Linked DNA regions of Triticum aestivum: region 1 is linked to region 2. The links are chromatin contacts, called in public Hi-C maps. All regions are on one chromosome and are shown on one strand. Each heading gives the region's core, a stretch centred on a gene start, on an enhancer-like site or on the middle of the called end of the contact. The rest is flanking DNA. Distances are from core to core; before and after follow the strand shown. Region 1 holds the start of LOC123052587 (WD repeat-containing protein 74). Region 2 holds the start of LOC123052583 (protein TPX2).

The links. Hi-C and Micro-C count contacts between places; a contact is called where the count stands out from the background.
Region 1: a Hi-C map of leaf shows a contact between it and region 2, with 4 times the contacts expected there. The contact joins the promoter of LOC123052587 here to the promoter of LOC123052583 in region 2. A contact is called at or near these places in 2 of 5 Hi-C or Micro-C datasets (both in leaf).

The regions. Positions count from the first base shown.
Region 1 is chr2D:207,755,571-207,758,833 of IWGSC CS RefSeq v2.1, forward strand. LOC123052587 (WD repeat-containing protein 74) reads left to right here and starts at 1,872. Exons shown (of 12, transcript XM_044475839.1): 1 at 1,872-1,978; 2 at 2,065-2,180; 3 at 2,288-2,317; 4 at 2,402-2,541; 5 at 2,694-2,870; 6 at 3,009-3,072; 7 at 3,157-3,263. The coding sequence starts at 1,897.
Region 2 is chr2D:207,149,224-207,152,892 of IWGSC CS RefSeq v2.1, forward strand. LOC123052583 (protein TPX2) reads left to right here and starts at 1,710. Exons shown (of 20, transcript XM_044475834.1): 1 at 1,710-2,147; 2 at 2,237-2,331; 3 at 2,438-2,496; 4 at 2,683-2,789; 5 at 2,878-3,085; 6 at 3,180-3,288; 7 at 3,362-3,478; 8 at 3,614-3,669. The coding sequence starts at 1,964. LOC123052582 (serine/threonine-protein kinase svkA) reads left to right here. Exons shown (of 20, transcript XM_044475832.1): 20 at 2-278. The coding sequence ends at 41.

The sequences.
Region 1 (3,263 bases), core at 622-3,121, 610 kb after region 2:
CAACAGTAAAAGCGATGACATGGCATCATTAGCAAAGATTACTGTAGCTTAATTATCCGGGCGTTACACTTTCCCGGTTGGCTACGACGGTCATTTCGTTCATGTCACAACCTCTCCATCGACCAAACTCCATCCTCCTCGGCAGGCGACCCCGATAACTCCGCAAATCGAATCAAACAAGCTCCTCGAGTTTGGTGTGAGTGCTTGAAGAAGACTCTTTGAGAAAGGGTTTCAAAATTGGAAAACTGACTTTAGACTTTTTACCAAATCTATTGATTGTGAACTCTTTGTGCACTAAATTCATGTGTTGATGATGATGAACTCTTTGCTAAACCCCCGCTTTAGCAAAGAATTCGATATCTTTTTTCGAGGAATCGAGAGGATCACTGCCTTTCATTTCGCGGGTAAATACATATTTACAAGAGGTGGACTCGTTTTGAGAAAAATCGCTCCAAAAACCCGCTAAAAAAACAAGCCACCTAGCGAATCCCCTTTGGTGGTTGGTAGTTACCCAAAGCCATTCCCCTCTGCTTGATGTCCTCAAGGGCCAGCCTTGCAACCTCGATGTAGGTCATACGAGTTCTTTTGAAGATGGGCCTATTCCTCTCCTTCCAAATTTTCTGTACCACTGCGCCGACACTTCTCCTCGCGTGAGAACCAAGAAATCATGCCACTGCACCATTCCACATTGACAGGAGCATGCCGCATGACGAGAACAACTCTCCATGCAGTTTCTGACCACCAAGGAGAAAGGGCAATCCTTGCACAGGTGGGTCGCCATTTCCGAGGAGTTTAGGCAAAGATGGCATCTAGTATCATTTTGAATTGTTTTACTTTATTTTTTTTAATATTCACGTGGGTGCATTTGAGTTAGAGTGTAGAAACTCGATGTCGCTCTTGATTGGGCTCCCTATTGCACGCCATTGCATTTCTTTCATGTTGTTCTCGTTCGGTTGCCTACCACATGGCCGTTGTAGCGTATTTTTTATTTGTAAAAGATAGCTTGGTTGTATGATAGATTTAAAAAATATATAGATTGAAAATTTTCATGTATTTTAAAAGATGTCCATGAATTTTTAAAATGTTCATGAACTAAAAAAATATTCACAAAATTATAAAAATGTTCATGGGCTTATAAATTGTCAAAAAATAAAAACTATCCATGGATTTGGAAAATATTCACAAATCTGAAAACTGTTCACGAATTTTAAAAACATTCACTAATTTTGAAAGTTTTTTAAATATATTTGGAAGTGTTTAAAAAATTTAAAACTAAAACCAAAGAAAAATGAAAAAGGGAAGATAAAAATAATAAAAAAGAAAACCGGCAAAACTGTTGAGAAACATCGGAAAAAAAGAGAAAAAAAGGGCGAAGAACCTGCTAGAACGTTTTCGAAACAGTTTGTCTAATTCACATCTAGATGTTTTCTAGAAATGTCACATCTGAACTCCCACAACTAACATAGCAACAAGAAACAGAAAAAAAGTTGGGACAAAAAAAATTAGACCACAAACATAGTGGACATCAGGTTATATGCGACATAATTATGTCACATCTAGATGTGTTATAGACAGACCCTTCTCGAAAACCTGCTCTGGGGGTTACAGGGGTCAGGCCCAGTACTGTCCAGGATGTGCGTTTTGTACCATTTACACATTATATTATTCCTCGCCTTAAGCTCTAAATAGGATTTTCGCTGTTTAAAACCCTCCGGGCTCGCCATTCAGGCTTTTCCACGGTGTCGCGGCCGCCACGGAAGGACCGCCCGGCCCAGAGCAGACTCACCCTGCATCCATCTATCTCCCCTAAAACCCTAAAAACACGAGAAGCCCTACTCTGCCTCTCCTCCCCCGAATTGCCGCCTCTCCTCCACCGGAGAGAGAAGCCAAGGAAGGATGCCGCGGATCACTTCGGTGGAGAGCCCCGGCTGCCCGCCGCTCCGCGCCATCACCACCGACATCCTCGGCCTCATCAAAGGTACTGCCGCCTTGCCCGAATTCGCCGCCTCCCCTCCGCCGCCACCTGCTGCTCACTGTTCCTTCTCCGTTTTAATCCCGGCGCAGTCGTCGAGGCCCGCACTAGACCGGCGGGCGTCGCCAAGGTCGTCGAGACGTGGGGCGAACCCGACGCCTCCAGGGCCATCCTCGTCGCTTCACTCGCCGACCGAGCCGTCGACCCCGTCAGTCCCCCTCTACCAGCTCAGCTCAGCTCTCTCTCATGAGCTCTTGGTCCATCACGGTTGCTCATTCCTATAATCGCGATTGTCTATTGTGTTGCGTTTTGCAGGTTTTGGCTGTGGCAAGGAAGAACGGTGTGGTGAGTGACTGCTGCTTCTCAGAGTTGGGACGCTTACCTTGTGTGTCTTTCAGTTGGTTGTTAATTCCAAAGGTTTTTGTGTAGGTTGAGTTGCTGAATCCCCTGAATGGTGATGCTCTGGCCGCTTTCAAGTTCTCTAGGACAGACCAAACTGTCGGAGCTGTGGAAAATGATCCCCTAGTCGCCCTGCACCTCTTCAGAAAACATGCACCAGACTTAACCACGTAATTTTCACATGCTGATAATTTTCCCCGTAATAGATATCTTACAACACGTCTACACCTGTATTAAGTTCCATATCATTGAAAAGTTCATTGCTCTTCTGCATTTTGGTGATATTGGCCAAATTGTATTTACATTTAGTTGCTCGTTGCAGGTTAGGTACATTTCTTGCTTGTACGGAGAAGGGCAAAGCAAGTGTGAGATCTGTTGCAAAAGAAAACACGGCATCTGACTCGGATGTTGGGCCATCAAGCACTTGGGACGTGTGTAACAAGGGTACATTGCAGTTTTCATCTGTGGATGCTGGTGAAAACTATGCAATGTTCGGAGGGTGAGTTGACTATAACCTCTAGCATGCGATTGCCTAATACTGTGGCTGCATTCCTTTTATTTACCAGCTTTTCTGTATGAGATGTGAAAATCATTTAGGAAATTTGTGGCGTTTTAACAGTTATTTCATTCATTTTAGGAATGGTATGGAAGTAAACTTGTGGGATATCACATCTTGTAGTAAGATGTGGTCTGCTAAATCTGTAAGTACCAATCTGTTTTTTTTTTCTTATTAGCTGATATATTAGCAAACTATTGTCCATGTTAACTTTATTTTGATCTCACAGCCCCGAGCTAACAACGTTGGTATATTTACCAAACCTTGGTTCACTGCTGGAACTTTCCTGTGCAAGGATGATCACCGTAAAATTGTAGCCGGCACAAATAATCATCA
Region 2 (3,669 bases), core at 460-2,959:
GGTGGCAAAACCAAGTTTCCCAAGACCTTAACTCCGTTTGATCGAAAATTCTTCCATGTTTTGATTCGGTGTATAATTAATTTTGAGTGTACATAACTCCTTAGAAGAAACCCCATTCTGCTAGATGTTCTCAGCGGCTTGTGCTGCCATCTGTTTGTTCTATTTGTTTTGTTTTACTAGGACAACATATTTGCTGCCCATTTTCTAACGTAACTGCTACCGCCATACGTGCATGACATCTGAGATGCACAAATAACATATCCAAATCTTGCTGGTTATACTTGGGAATATTTGTGAATGACTTGTTTCAGGACTGGTGACAAAATCTAACCATGCATTTGTCCCTGGATGTGACCAACTGACCATGTGTAGCCTGTACATCTATTGTTGTCAACGGTTTACCGAGTGCAGAGGCAAAACCACGCGGGTTGCAACCTGAGTGCTCAGTTGGTTGTTGGGAAGTGGAAATCCAGAGCAATAGGGGCTCTTTGATTTGTAAAATGTAGGAATAGGAAAAACATAGGAATAAGTGGCATGACATCTTCAATGCTATAGGATTAGTAGTCTTTTGATAGTGATAGTGCACCGGAAATATGTTGGATGCTTCACATGAGGTTGGAGTGGATGAAAATTTCCCTATGAAAACTAGCACAAATGAATCCTATGGATTGTAATCCTACGAATCAAACAAGCTACATAGCAAAAAAAACTACGAATTGGAATGCTCCAAAATTTCTTTAGGAATTCTTTGAATCAACGAGGCCTAAACCTCTAGGGAGAGATTTTCCTATGCATATGGAATCCCTCCCACTACCCCAGGTGCCCAAATGGCAACAAGGGGAGGGAAGGAAATCCCTCGCAAGAGCAGGTTCGTGGATCTGCGGCCTTGTCCACCATTCATAAGCAAGAACGCTGGGGTGGAAGAGGGAGGTGACATGAGCTGAGCTGACGGAGGGGAGATTCAGGAAAAGAGGAGGGTGACAACCCCGATCCACTGGCATCGTGGGAGTGCCTTAGAGCATATCAGCGTCGCTGAAGGGGATCACGGGCTACCAAACAAGGCCTGAAGGATGGTAGGGGTTCATCACCCATTTGCCAGGGCAAATTTGTAAGCATAGAGATCACCGAATATTGTGTGAAATAATCCTCCCTTACCAAGTGCTTAGAAATCAACTTGTTGAATTTCCAAATAAGATCCAACACAGTAGGGCGAGTTGTTAGGCGAGAAGAAGGCATCCTGTTATTCTAAGCAAGTTTTACATTCCCCTAAAAAAAAGCAAGTTTTACATTGCATCATGACCGTTAAGCTACAACCAACATGGGCAGTCTGTGCCAGATCGATAGCTGTAGCAGTACCACTAATCTGTTGGTCCTCGAAAAGTTGCTAGTCCGGCGGACCATTAGGTGGTGTTTGGTTCTCTAGTCCTAGGACTTTTTCTAGTCCCTAGGACTTTTTGAAAAAGACTCTTAAGGAGGTGCTTCTAAGGACTTTTAACAAAAAGTTCAAAAAAGTCCCACCCTGTTTGGTTTGCTAGGGACTTTTTCTAGTCCCAGCACAAAAAAGTCCCTGGAACCAAACACCCCCTTAATCTGAATGGGCACCGCTGGCAGCCGCGCCGCAAAAATAGCCGTTGCGCACACAGCGCCGAGATAGATCTATCTCTCTCACAGCACCCAACCACCCAGGTCCAGTCCTCCTCTCCTCCCCTCCCCTCCGTTAAGACTTGCCCCTTTGGCAATCGGCAAACACTTCAAATCCCCCGACCGTTGGACTCGCAACGTTCTTCTCCAACCCACCCCACCAGGCTCCTCCCCCTCGATCCAGCCGATCCCCTTCCCTTCCCTTCTTCTCCCCGCCTCCAATCAAAACCACACATCACACACCACCACATCCGGAGCGAGAGAGAGAGAGAGAGAGAGAACCCTAGCTCGCGCGCTCCTAACCCTAGAATTCTGCCCGTCCATGGCGGCGGAGACCAAACCTTCCTCCGGGACGGAGGCGGCGGCGGCGGCCGTGCAGTTCCAGGTGGATGAGGCGTACGAGTACCGCGCGCCCAAGTACTTCGACTTCGTCCTCGACGAGACGGAGGCCGACATCCGCGCCGCCGAGCGCTGGTTCGAGGCCGGCGCCAGCCACGCGCCCTCGCGTACGCACCCCGCCCCCTCCCCCTCCCCGCGGCTTCTCTCCCGGAAATTTACCCTGACTCGCTCTTCTCTCTCTACTTCTTGCGCGCAGCCTTCGCCCCGAGGATCAAGGAGTCGAGAGCGGAGGTCAAGATCGACGCACTCTGCGACTTCGCGGACGCGGAGGACCCGGCTCCATCTCCAAAGGTAACGAAAATGGAAAGAGATTGCCTCGATTTTCCTCTGATTTGGGTTGGGTTGTTTCTGTTCCCCCTTCTCATCACCCAATCTGTGTTGGTGTTTGCGGCGGTAGAACCAAGCAACGGAGGAGGCAGCAGTCAACGTCACAAATCCGGCAGGGGATATCGATGGGTAAGCGCTGGGGTGATTCTCTTTCTTCTAGAATTTACATATCATTCCTTGTGTTCTGTTTCTGCCAGTTAATTGTGTTCTGTGACACCCCCCAAAATTGCCTATTTGGACCTCGTATCTCTCCTTCTGTCTTTGGCATACTTTTGTCCTCATACCATGTTTGCCTGTCTTTCTTCATTTGATCAGCACGTCTGCTTGTCCTGACACCATGTCAGAGTCGCCGCCAACAGAAGAGAAGGAGGAGTCACCCAAGTCTTTCGAGTTCCCCCTGTCCAAAGATTTGGCTGCAAAATGTGAGTCACTAACTAGTATTTCTTGGAGGAATGCCGGCTGGGAATTGATTCCTCAGTTCTGATATTGACATTGCCGTGGTTTTAGCAGCAGATGTTGGGTCTAGCACGCCCAAGATTCAGAGGCCGCCTCCACCTGCGGAAGTTACCACTGCTGCGACCACTCGTGCCAAGTCAACAGTGAAGGCTGAAGCGTGCACTCCCAAGGTGCAGGGGAGCTCATCCACTCGCTCAAAGACCGTGCAACCGTCTAATCTGAAGCAGTCCTCGCTGGCATTAACGAAGAAGAGTGTGATCAAGTAGGGGAAATATATGCTGACTCGTAGATACTGATACCGTTGTCCAAAGTTTGAGATGGTTTGCTTAACGATGTCCTGGGTTGTTGGTTCTTAGGGGGGCTCGTGATGCGGTGGCCGGAAAGGCAGCTGCTGCTGCAAATGATATTAGGCAAGAAAATCAGGCTGTGAAGAAGCAAAAACTAGATGATGGAAGTACAAGACAGGTATAGCAGGAACTTATATTACTGGCAGAACTTGTCCATGTACTGTGAACTTACAAATCACTGCAATGACCAGATATTGAACGTCAAGTCCCAGGTGCTGCCTCACAAAGGAAGATGTAGTTTAGCAGGAAGCACCGAGGTGGGACAGTCTTCCATGAGGCACCGCCATGATGACGCTCACTCTCTGAAGGTGGGGATATCTTCTTCTGACTCTAAATAAAGCTCATTTTGTTGCGTAGTGGGGAGAGATATGAAACTGCAGGTGTAATGTGATTTTATTATTTTGTGAATTTGTACTTACTGTAATTGTTGCCCGTTTTTTCAGGACGTGACAGTGACTCCATATATTTCAGCAGCTGAAATGGTCAAGAAGTTTGAGTC